2 separate regions of the Macaca mulatta genome follow, and region 1 is linked to region 2. The links are chromatin contacts, called in public Hi-C maps. All regions are on one chromosome and are shown on one strand. The core of a region is the stretch at or near the end of the contact, and the rest is flanking DNA. Distances in the headings are between cores, read along the strand shown.

Region 1 (5,938 bases), core at 1,727-4,226, 34 kb before region 2:
TGAGTATTCTTATTTTATGGCAATGTAGTTATTTGCATGAGTTCAGTAAGAATCTGTTTTCCTTGTAACAGGACACAATTGGAGACCCTGGTTATTCTACCAAGGCTTGGACTGGGATGACGTATTTTCGGATATGACCAGACTGCTTTGAGGAATCGAGGTGCACTTTACAGAGCCAATAAAAAGCCCCTTGGGATGACTGGACTGGTGCCCTGTTTACATAGTTCCCTTACAAGGTTCTTGGCCTGGAGGTAAGTAAAGAATGCCACTTTCTGACAGATCCAGGAACTTCAAGATAGTTTGGGACCTGGAAGACATTCACCCCCTAATTCATACAGGTATTATTTATTTTTTTTGAGACGGAGTCTCGCTCTGTGGGCCAGGCTGGAGTGCAGTGGTGAGATCTTGGCTCACTGCAAGCTCCGCCTCCCGGGTTCGCCATTCTCCACCTCAGCCTCTGGAGTAGCTGGGACAGGCGCCCGCCACCACGCCTGGCTAATATTTTGTATTTTTTTTTAGTAGAGACGGGGTTTCACCGTGTTAGCCAGGATGCTCTCGATCTCCTGACCTCGTGATCTGCCCACCTCGGCCTCCCAAAGTGCTGGGATTACAGGCGTGAGCCACCGTGCCCACCCCTCAAGTGGCTTTTAAAGGTCTAATCTGACCCTTTTGTAGTTCATAAGCATGATGATTGCCTCATGTGTAGGGTATGTCTCCCTCAAACCCTGTTATGATGTCAGCACATTACCTGTCTGACATGGGGAAAAAAAGTCTAATCTGAAATTCCTTATGGCAAAGTTCCAGCCAATTTAAAAAGGAGCCTGTATGGCCAGTCACCACTGTTGTTGTACTTTAGGCAAATAATCAGGCCAAATATTTTACAAGTAAATTGTAAAATTTATTTTACAAGTAAATTGGTCTTACCAAGATTTATCTTTGGTAGAAATGGGGAAGTAGAGAAAAATTATGTTTCAGAGAAAAACTATAGCATACCTATTACTGGATTCTATCCCTGACCATTGTATTTTTTATTTTCCTATAATCTGGACTAAATCCTGAACAATCTTCTGGCTACAAGTCTCTAAAGAAGAACCTAGGCCGGGCGCGGTGGCTCACGCCTGTAATCCCAGCACTTTGGAAGGCCGAGGCGGGCGGATCACAAGGTCAGGAGATCGAGACCACAGTGAAACCCCGTCTCTACTAAAAATACAAAAAATTAGCCGGGCGAGGTGGCGGGCGCCTGTAGTCCCAGCTACTCGGGAGGCTGAGGCAGGAGAATGGCGTGGACCCGGGAGGCGGAGCTTGCAGTGAGCCGAGATCCCGCCACTGCACTCCAGCCTGGGCAACAGAGCGAGACTCCGTCTCAAAAAAAAAAAAAAAAAAAAGAACCTGGCTGGGTACAGTGTTCACACCTATAATCCCAGCACTTTGGGAGGCCCAGATGAGAGGATCGCTTGGGCTCAGGAGTTCGAGACTAGCCTGGGCAAGGTGGCAAGACCTAGTCTCCACCAAAAAAATTTAAAAATTAGCCGGTCCTGGTGGCAAACACCTGTATTCCCAGGTACTCGGGAGGCTGAGACAAGAGGACCCTTTAAGCCCAAGAGCTCAAGGCTGCTATGAGTGGGGATTGTGCCTCTGCACTCCAGCGTGGGCGACAAAGCAAGACCCCATCGCTAAATAATAAATAAAGAAGAACATGGATTTTACTTTCTTCATGTTTTTAGTTGTCTCCCTAATGGAATAGGTATGTTTCTTTCATCTAGCATATAAATTGGTTATAGTCCTATGTGTTACTTCTGAGAAAACTAAAATTAATGGTGTTTCTAAAAACTAGAGATGATTCAACAGGTGATAGCAGCTGTATAAGTTAATGACTTCACTGAGGCCTCATGTTTGCCACCCTGTGATGCCATTCCAATTCAGTTTGTGATGTTCTTAAAAAAAACAATCCTCCCTGAAATGTCTCCTCCTTCCCTGCTTGGAATGGGACAGGACTATGTGGGAATGAGCCTTCCCAGCAAGAGGGGACACTCTGACCCTCGGATTTTGATAATCAATGCTTTCAAGAAGAAATATTTTGATCAAAAGGGGGGCAAATGAGAAAGAAAAAAATCATTTATCTGAGGAATGCAAAGCCCTTTTAAACTTCTGGCCCGGAAAGCCTGATGTTAAGTACCAGAAAGCATTTCAAATGAAATCGCAGTCCCTCACTACCCCTTGAGCCAAGTAACTTCCCACTGGTAACACCCAGCCGTGGCCAATCGCGAACCAATGCCGTTTCTACAAGCCAGTGAGCTCCAAACCACCTGCTCTCCCACGGGCTCTCTTTTCTTTAAAAACCTGAGCCTCTGTCTTGTTCTCCGGTGCACCTGGTGACCCAGGCCGCCCTCGACCTCTGTGCCTGAATAAACCCACCGGGCACCACATTCTGACCCTTTTCATTAGTTTAGGTTCACAGCTAATACAGGACTCAGCGCCGGTGGGCAGGAAGCCAGGGCCCCTGCAGGGAGGCGCCCGTCCCTTCTCCCGGGGAGGGCAGGGCTGGGCGCGCGTCCCACCGGGAGCGCCGCCTCCTCGGCGACGGAGCAAAGGGCCTCCGGGTCCCGTGACGTCCGCGCTCGGAAGGCGCGGAGGAGGGCAGGCCCCGCGGGACAGGGCGGCGGGATCGGCTCAGCGTCCCGCGGCGTCCGGCTGCCCGGCGGCCTCCGGAGCGGGGCCCTGCAGGAGAACGCGCTTTCCCCGCCCCATCGGGGCCTCAGTTTCCCCACCCCGGGAGAGCCGGCGGCCCGGCCCCGGCTCACTCTTAGCTGCGGCCCTCACCTCAGGACGCGCGCACTGGGCCCGGCCCCGCTCTGCCCTCCGCGCCCAGGCCGCCCACCTGGCCCGCGCGGCCCGGGGTCGCTCACCTGCAGGGCCGGGGCCGCCCCACACCGTCCACGCCCGGCGCGGAACCTTGGCCCTACCGCAGCAGCTGGCCCGGAGGGCTTTATCCGGCGCACCGAGGCCAGCGCGGGAGGGGCTGGGAAGCCGGGCGCACAAAGCTGCAGGCGGAAGTCCGGCCGGGGCGGGGCCTGAACGGGAGGTGGGCGTGGTCGTCTCAGGCGGGGGCGGGGTCAGGAGGTCCCGGGCGGGGCGGGGCCCTATCGGGGAGGAGCGGGCGCCTGCCGCCAGGGGGCGCCGTGGGGCAGCGGGGTTGCACCTGGCGCGCGGCTGCCGCTCCTCTGCCCGCCTCCCAGGCCCCGCAGCCCCGCGCCGCCTCCTGGACCCGGACCCGGACCCGGTCCCGGACCCTCCGTGGGATCCCAGCTCCTCCTCGAGCCGCCACGGGCCGCCATGGCCTCTCTGGGGGACCTGGTGCGCGCCTGGCACCTGGGCGCGCAGGCCGTAGATCGCGGGGACTGGGCCCGCGCCTTGCACCTGTTCTCGGGCGTCCCGGCGCCGCCCGCCAGGCTGTGCTTCAACGCGGGCTGCGTGCACCTGCTGGCCGGGGACGCCGAGGCCGCGCTGCGGGTGAGCGGGGCGTGGGGAGGCCGGTGCGGACGATGCCTCCGCCTCGAGCCCCTGGGGAGGGCTCTGCGCCCCTCCCCGACGGTTACGGGGTCGCCCTGCCGCCCCCGACCCAGCGAACGCCCCTGCAGGTGGGAGCCGAGCAGTGGGGGCCGCACCTGAGCTGAGCGAGGCCGGGCTGGGGGGCGCGGCGGTTACTGGCAGAGGCCCGGGCCCGAGGGTGACTCACACCGGGAAGGGGGAAGCTGCTGGGCTGGGTCAGGCCCGAGGGGCCGCCCTGCACCAAGGGGAAAGCGTTGCACCTGTGGTCATGGCCAGGAGACAGGGTCAGTCTCCTCCTCTGAGCCCTCAGCCAGGAGGGCTGAACGCAGCCCACTCCCCAAAACAGCCAGGAGTCCAGGGTGCCCGGGTGCAGCGGCCAAGGCCCTGCACGGAGTCCGCTGCCCTTCCTGCGCCCGCCCCCGTTCTGAGGCCGCCTGTACCTGCGCATTCCAAACACCAGCGCTGCCCCCACGCTCAGTCCCAAGCACCCTGCAGAAGCAGGCAGGTGCCCACGGTTATTGAAGGCTTGGTGACAGCAGCGATGAAAAGGAGAGGGAACTTTGCTCTGTGAGAGGGTCTCCACGCCCCTGACTCACAAAATATCCCCCTTGGAGGAGACTGGGCAAAGTGCATGAGACCCCCCCTCTCTTGTGTCTTAAAGCTGCATACAAATTTACAGTCACCTCCACAATGATTTCATTTTTTTGTTTGTTTCAAAGATGGAGTCTTGTTCTGTCGCCCAGGCTGACTGGAGTGCAGTGGTGCCATCTCGGCTCACTGCAACCTCTGCCTCTGGAGTTCAAGCAATTCTGCCTCAGCCTCCTGAGGAGCTGGGATTACAGGCGCCCACCACCCTGCCCGGCTGATTTTGTATTTTTAGTAGAGACGGGTTTCACCATGTTGGTGAGGCTGGTCTTGAACTCCTGACCTCAGGTGATCTACCCTCCTCGGCCTCCCAAAGTTGGTGGGATTACAAACGTGAGCCACGTTGCCCTACCCACAATGATTTCATTTTAAAATGTTATCCAAGAAAGGGAATGTAATCATTAGACACCAGGTGGTTCAGCAACAAATCCTATGTTCGGGGCTAACCCAGTCACCCTGTGCTCACATGCCTGGTTTCACTACAGAGACAGGACACAGTGAAAGTCAATACAACTAATCACAGCATATGGTATTAGGAATATAGGAACTTAGGAAAGAGGATGGAACAGCTGTGATTCATAAAACCGATCATCTGAGGGGCAGGCCAGGGTGCAGGTGTTGCTGGAACTGCTGTCTCTTGGTAGGAGCCTTGCGTGACTTTTGGGGAAGATAAGTGGGTTCTGCTGGCCCTGAGCAGCCACCCCACATCAGGGCTGCGTGCCTGTGCTCAGCCGCCACACTTCACACCTGTGTGAACTCGGTTCAGCGACAAGACCCCGCTCAGCCAGATTTGTGAAAGAGAGACCATAGCACCCTTCCTGTCACACACACTTAACTGATGGCCACAGTCCCTGTTCAGAACATTCTATGTCTTTCTGAGTCTGGTTTAAGGAAGAGCTGTGCTTTACACACAGATAAACCCATGAGGACATGTGTGTTGTTCTTTCTGATTCTAGTAGATTTCTAGTCATTTGCATGAACTATCCAAAAAGGATTTTTATTTTATGTTTTGAGACAGAATCTTGCTCTGTCTTACAGGCTGGAGTGCAGTGGCATGATCTCAGCTCATTGCAACATCCGCCTCCCTGGTTTAAGCGAGTCTGCTGCCTCAGCCTCTCGAATAGCTGGGACTACAAGCGCGTACCGCCATGCCCAGCTCATTTTTGTATTTTTGGTAGAGACAGGGTTTCACCATGTTGGCCAGGCTGGTCTCGAACTCCTGACCTCGTGATCCGCCTGCCTCGGCCTCCCAAAGTGCTAGGATTACAGGTGTGGGCTAACATGCCCGGCCTGTAATGCAGGTCTTTAACTGGTGACTCTGGGATCTGGGCTGTGTTATCTCATCTCCAGTATTGTGACAGCCAAGGTCGCCTGAGGTCAGGAGTTCGAGAATCTCTTGAACCCAGAGGTGGAGGCAGCCGTGAGCCGAGATCGAGCCGCTGCACTCCAGCCTGGGTGACAGAGCAAGACCCTGTCTCAAAAAAAAAAAAAAAAAAGATTTTTAAAAGACAAAAGTCTCATATAACCCCACCCCCTGAGGTAACTATTATTAACACACTGGAACACTTTTTTCCAGCCTCTGTCCTTGTGCTCACGGTAAACAAATCGGTTTTAGCAGCACCTCAGTGGGCTTTGCACCCCGGACGGGTTGGGGTTGGGTGGGCTGTGGCGGCCTGAGTGGTAACAGCCCTGCCCAGGCAGGAGCCTCCAAAGGTCCCTGGACAGGAGCAGGAGGGGCCGATGG
Region 2 (6,024 bases), core at 440-2,939:
TGCCGCTGCCGCCGCCCCTTCACCACCGCCAGCTCAATGGCCTCCGCCTCGGGGCTGGGCAGCAGGGCAGGCTCCCCAGAGATGGTGTACACTCGAGGCTGGGGGCCCTCGCCTGCGGGCTTCCTAATGCCGGGCTCCTCTGAGAGGCTGCCCTCGTAGCAGCCGTTGGAGACGAGGGACAGGCGGCGCTTGTTCTGGGGGGCCGGCTGCATCTCGGGGGACCCGTCGTGGCCAGAGTAGGCATCAGCCAGCAGGTGATCTGGGAGAGACACTGGGTGAGCCTGCAGCGGCGTGGCCCCCCGCTGCTGGTTTCATAGCAGGCCGAAGGCAGAGAATACCCAATGGGCACCTGGCGTCTGTGGGGGGCTGGGGCTGCTCAAACCCTAGTCACTGGCATGTTTCTGAGCCCCTCACTCCTATCTGGGCCTCAAGCCCCTGCATGTGTGTGGGGGCGGGGTGACTCCGCGCTACCTGTGTGCGGTCCTGCTGGGTAGGAACACGCAGGCCACCCCCCAGCCTGCGATCGCACCGTTTGCCTGGTGCCAACTTCCCCCTCCCCCCACCAGCTGGCCCCCAGAGGCAGTGGTGCCAGCCCTGGGGGAGCCAGGAGGCCTGTTGCCATGCCAACGGCCCAGGCGGGGTGGGTGCCATGGTGACGAGCGGCTGGGAACTGCTCCTGGGGCTCGGGCAGGGAGGGCAGGGGATGTGAGGAAGCCAGGCCGGCAGGGCGCCCGGCCCACGCGCAACCAATGCCCCTCACGCTCCACCCCCGGAGGCAGGGATCAGCATCCCCTGGGCTGGGGGGTCTGGGCGGCCCTGGCATGGCCTCGCGTGCCCTACCTGCGCCGTTGCGGTTCTCAGGGTGACTCTGGGACAGGTACTCTCCAAACGCTCGAGCTGCTCTGAGGGTGGACAGAGAGGGCACGGTCGGAGGCCACGGCACGACCCTCCCAAACACAGGGCGGCACAAGAGCCGGGGAGCCGGTCCCCAGCCAGGCCTTAGGCGTCTGGAGGGAGGGTCGGGGGTCGCCCCCTCCGGGAACCCACACACCCTTGGTACTGGTGCGCCCTGGCCAGGCCTGCAGGCCCGGCCCCTGCCCGTTGGCCCGTGGAGAGGGGTCGCGAGGCTGGTTAGCTGCTGTTCCCTGGGGAACCGAGGCCACTCCCGACCCGGGGGGTGCGCTCGCCCACCATGCGCTCGCGAGGGGAGGGGACAGGAGGGCAGGGCAGGGGGCCAGGAAGAGGGAGGCGCGGCGAGAAGCCAGAGGAGGGGGCGCGGGACGCGGGGAGGGCGCCGCAGTGGGAGAGGCTGGGGCCCGGGAGCCCGGGGAGCACCGCGGGGCAGGGGCGGACTCGGGCGGGGTCGGGGGTCCGGGGCGGGGTAGCACTCACCGCACTTTGGCCGCCACCGAGGACATGGCCTCGCTCCTCAGCGCCCTCCTCCTGGAGGCGGCGGCGCCCATGGTCGAGGCGGCGGCGCATCCCCCGGGCCTCAGAGCGCGCCCCGCGCCCGCCGCCTCCGCCGGGGTAGCCGCGCCGCGCCGGGGGTCGCGCTTGGGCTTGGGTTCGGGGTCTCGCTCGGGCTCCGACTCGGGCTTGGGCTCGGGCTCGGGGTCGGGCCCGGGCCCCGCATGGCCGCACCCGGCGCTCCGCGCGTGCCGCCGCTCCCGGGAGAGCGCTGCCCGGACCGAGGGCTGGCCCCGCCCATCGTGACGTCAGGACCCGGGCGGGCTCGGAGGGGCACTCGGTCCCGCCCACTGTGACGTCAGGGCCCGGGAGCACTCGGAGAGGACAAGTGACCCCGCCCACCGTGACGTCAGGGCTCGGGTTGGGGGCGGGGCCGGACGGCCTGGCTCCGCGCCCTCTCGTCCAGGCCTCCAGAGCGGGGAAACAGGCCAGCGGCCGCCTGTTCGCAAAGTCCTGGGCCCTCGGCCCTCATGATCTGCAGGGGTCACAGGGCGGCCGATTCTCCCTCCCCTTACACAAAAGGGCTCCCTGTGCAGTTTGGGACCTGGAAACTGAAGGGGAAGCCGGTTTAGGGGCACCCAGTGTGCTCGAGGCCAGAGGGAGCCAGAGGGTCCTGTCCTGGTCCTGGGAGCCACAGCTCCACGCAGACTCTGGGAGCCCTACCTGCCTGGCCTGCAGTTGCCACCCTAGGGGCTCTCAGGCCCCAGCAGTGGGGTCATTTGAGGATGGCTGGGGACTGCCCAACCTCGGCGACCACCCATATCAGGGACAGCCAGTAGTGTTTCTTTGCGACAGGGACCTCAGCCCGGGGGACACGTCCAACACTCAGATCCACCTTTATTGAAACATCACATGGCAGCATCAGGGCTCCCACACCTCACAGGGCTTCAGGGGCCTCACAGGGCTGCATCGGGTTCACAGGGCTCTGGGGGGGTTCACAGGGCTCCGGGGGGGCTCACAGGGCAGCAGGGAGGCTCACAGGGCTGCAGGGGGTCAGAGGGCTTTGGGGGGCCTCACAGGGGTGCAGGGGGGCTGAGAGAGCAGCAGGGAGGCTCATAGGGCTGCAGCAGGTTCACAGGGCTTTGGGGGGCCTCACAGGGCTGCAGGGGGCTCACAGGGCTCTCACAGGGCTGCAGGAAGGGTTCACAGGGCTGCAGGTAGGCTCATAGGGCTTTGGGGGGCCTCACAGGACTGCAGGGGGGCTGACAGAGCAGCAGGGAGGCTCACAGGGCAATAGGGGGTTCACAGAGCTTCGGGGCCCTCACAGGACTGCAGGGGGGCTCACAGGGATGCAGGGGGTTCACAGGGCTTCAGGGGCCTCACAGGGCTGCAGGGGGAGCTCACAGGGCCCTGTGTGCAGGGCTGCAGGTACAGAGAAGAGGCCCAGAGAATCCTAACACAGCCTGGGGCTCCGGGGAAAGCTGGGGCTTCCAGCAGGGCAGGTACAGAGGACCCTAGGAGTTGGCAGCAGCCTCAGCCTTGGGGACAGTCCCACAGAAGACACTGCATCTGGGCTCTTTAGCACAGGCCTCTACCCATCCTGGTCAGAGGAGCCCTCGGACAGTTTTGGGAAAGCCAGGCTGGGGTGTCCATGCTGCAGCAAGGACTCGTCCTCCTGCAAGCAGACCGTATGTTGCACGTGAGGACTAGGCAGGGCCGAGGCTGTGCAGCGCTGGTAACCCAGTGGGACCACAGGGAGGGAGTGTCCGGCTCAGGGCGAGGCACTGAGGCTCAGCTGCGGGCATGAGGTGGGGCCACGCCCAGCTACTCACCGAGTCCGAGCCCCGCTCCGCCGAGGTACTCTGGAAGTCTGCGTATGCATCCCTGGGGACGTCCAGCAGCTCCTCCTCATACTCCGTCTGGTAATCAGATTCGTCTGGCGCCGAGGGTAGGGCCACATCAGTTCCCTCCCAAGGAAGGGACCATGCCCAGCACAGCCACACTCAGAGGCAGAACTGGTCACAGATGCCCACCCCTGCCCCTAGGTGGCCAGGGGCCCCACAGGCAGCCACCTGGTCCCAGGGCAGCCCTGCACACCACCCCTGGTTCTGTCTGCCTCCAGCCTTGCCCCAGCATATCACTTGGTAGGTCTTCCACAAGGGCAAGGGGTGGGTAGACACTCCTCCCCTTGTCAGCCAGGCACCCTTAGGGCTCCCGCACCCCAGACCAGGCCTCTGTGGACAGCAGCTGCCTTGCCCAGGGCTCTCTCAGCCCACAGCAGCCACGAGAAGGCGTCTCCCGGGAGAATTCCAGTTCTGCTGTCAGGAGGCCACTGGCCGAAGGCCCAAGCGCAGGGCCCTGGATGGAGCGTGGAGGGGAGTGGCCCTTCTGGCCCTGCTGCCCCTCCAACAAGCAGCCTTCATTCCCATTCCCACTGGGTGGGGTGGGGTGGGAGGCAAAACGTGGTTCTACCTCAGGCCTGAGGTGTGGCTGGGACTTGGGGTGAATGAAGGGCAGAGGCTGGGTGGCCCAGGGTGGTCAAAGTCCCACTGCTGTGGGTACACGTGGTGCCCGGGACGGAGGAGCGCCACCAAGCACCCCAGCTGCCATAGCGTGGGCATGGACGTGGGCAGGAGGGGAGGCCGTGGGCCTCTGGGGTGGGGGCGTCGAGCCCAACACAGCATCAGGAGGCCACGCAGCCGCGAGCACCTCATCTTGGGCCTCCACTCACCATCCACCATGGCGGGCTTGGCGGGCTCAATGCAAGACACAATTTCAGCAAGGTCCGTGAAGGAGGCGTTGGGACAGGTGAGGACCTGGGGGTGGGGTGAGGACAGCATGTTGCCCGTGGACACCCACCTGCCAGTCCCCAGCCTGCTTCCTGTGGGAAGGCCCCACCCACCCTGTGCCCTCTCTGTAGCCTCCGCCTGCCCCCCAAGTTGGGGCAGGGGCAGGGGCTGGGGAGATGCGCAGTCCTGAGCAATCCTTGTCCTAGCCCTGGAGTCTTTGACCAGTGGGGCAGGGCCTGTGGCCTGAGGACCTGGGCGTGGTCTGGGGAGCTGGGCGTGGCCTGGGGAGCTGGGCGTGGTCCTGGCGCCCGCACTCACCTCACTGGAGGGCCTCTTGCTTGGGCCCTGCTGGTCGCGCAGCATCTTCTCCAGCACGCCACTGCGGCCCCAGATGTCAAACACCGTGCGCCCGTGCTGGTACCCCACTTCCTGTGCACACCCCCAGGGCCCCGTCAGGAGGTGTGGGGAGCCCCCCACTTCCTGTCTTCTCAAAAGGGGGAAGCGGGGAGAGGCAGCCACCGGAGTGCCCTCCGCCCGCCTCCGCCGCTGCGGGTGTGGCCGGCACTCACGCAGATCTCGTTGAACTTGCTGAAGTCCAGGGTGCCGTAGCTGTCGATAGGGGGGCGCAGGTACTCGCAGTAGTCACTGCTCTTCACCACCTCCAGCTGCCGCACGCAGCACACGTAGGCCAGGCGCGTCTGAATCTCCGCCATGTTCAACACCTGCTACCGTCACAGTCGCCTGAGTCTCCTGCCCTGGCCCCTACCCCGTCCCAGCATGGCCCGTAGTGCAGGACAGGTTCTGGGGACCCATCCTCCGACCTGGGGCTGCGGGGAGAGGGTAGCAGCTCCCGGCCGGGGGTCCTCCCTGCGGGCTGCCACAGCCTTCAGGCCCGTCCGGCCTCGTCCCTTCTTTCCCCGGAGCTGGGCTCAGGCAGGGGTGGTGAGGGGTGGCCCCAGACCTGCTGGCCTCAGAGCCCAGGAGTGGCCCCCACTTCCCTGCCGCAGGACAGGTGTGGGGCTGCAGGGAGGAGCCGCAGGGACAGCCCAGCTCGCCAGGTAGCACCCCACCTTGACTTTCGTGGCCAAGGGGTTCCAGCGTTTCCACAGCAGCCACCAGCCAGACAGCGCATCCCCATAGTTGGTGAGGTCCGTCTCATCTCGGCTGCCCACATCAATGGCAATCACCACTTTTGCCCCCATGGACCGGGCCACATCCGCTAGGGAGAAGCCAGCCCTGGTTACCCCCTGGACAGGCATGCAGAGCCAGGGGACGGGGACAGAGCCTGCCTCCCTGAGACCTGACCTGGGGGCTGTGGGGTCTCCTTTCTGCCGTTACACCTTCTAGAGGCAGAAGACCCACACGCCCAGCTCAGAGGGCAGCTGTGGGCACACAGCTGTGTCCTGGGCCATTCTGACCGCATATCCCACAGGTGACAGGAGTGGCCTGGTCCCCAGCAAGGCCGACACCTGCAGGCTGTTAGTTTCTGACTGTGGGCACAGATGGGGCTTAATTGCTCCCAGTTACTCGACTTGGCCTTTGTTCTGCACGCTGCTGAGCTGACTAACAGGGCCATATGCTGGAGCACATGCTGCCGGTGCCTGCGTGTGCGTGTACACGCGTGTGCATGTTCTCGGAGCTCTGATGCCAGCCTGACATTTTTCCTTGGCACACTCTAAGGAAAACGTGTTCCAGCCCAGCCTTCTCGGAGCAAAGGCAGCAGCAGCAGGGGCCGTGGGGCGGTGTGACCCAGGAGCCTGTGCTCCTGTCAGGTGTGGTCCCCACAACCGCAGTACCTGGGAGGTTGTTGATGTAGCCCCCATCCATC

The links. A called contact is a pair of places that touch in the nucleus more often than the background predicts.
Region 1: a Hi-C map of fetal cortex germinal zone shows a contact between it and region 2, with 3 times the contacts expected there. The contact joins the promoter of EXD3 here to the promoter of NSMF in region 2. A contact is called at or near these places in 4 of 14 Hi-C or Micro-C datasets (CD4 T cells, fetal cortex germinal zone, fetal cortical plate and 1 more).

The regions. Positions count from the first base shown.
Region 1 is chr15:5,021,806-5,027,743 of T2T-MMU8v2.0, reverse strand. It overlaps EXD3 (exonuclease 3'-5' domain containing 3), which reads right to left and starts at 2,976. Exons shown (of 22, transcript XR_013405209.1): 1 at 2,907-2,976. NOXA1 (NADPH oxidase activator 1) reads left to right here and starts at 2,953. Exons shown (of 12, transcript XM_077966904.1): 1 at 2,953-3,510. The coding sequence starts at 3,334. LOC144334886 reads left to right here. Exons shown (of 4, transcript XM_077966731.1): 3 at 72-251; 4 at 1,562-1,696. The coding sequence ends at 137. It also overlaps the pseudogene LOC114672935.
Region 2 is chr15:4,986,073-4,992,096 of T2T-MMU8v2.0, reverse strand. NSMF (NMDA receptor synaptonuclear signaling and neuronal migration factor) reads right to left here and starts at 1,689. Exons shown (of 14, transcript XR_013405227.1): 1 at 1,393-1,689; 2 at 841-902; 3 at 1-259. It overlaps PNPLA7 (patatin like phospholipase domain containing 7), which reads right to left. Exons shown (of 34, transcript XM_077966762.1): 28 at 5,993-6,024; 29 at 5,267-5,415; 30 at 4,766-4,918; 31 at 4,515-4,625; 32 at 4,139-4,223; 33 at 3,240-3,343; 34 at 2,288-3,082. The coding sequence ends at 2,999.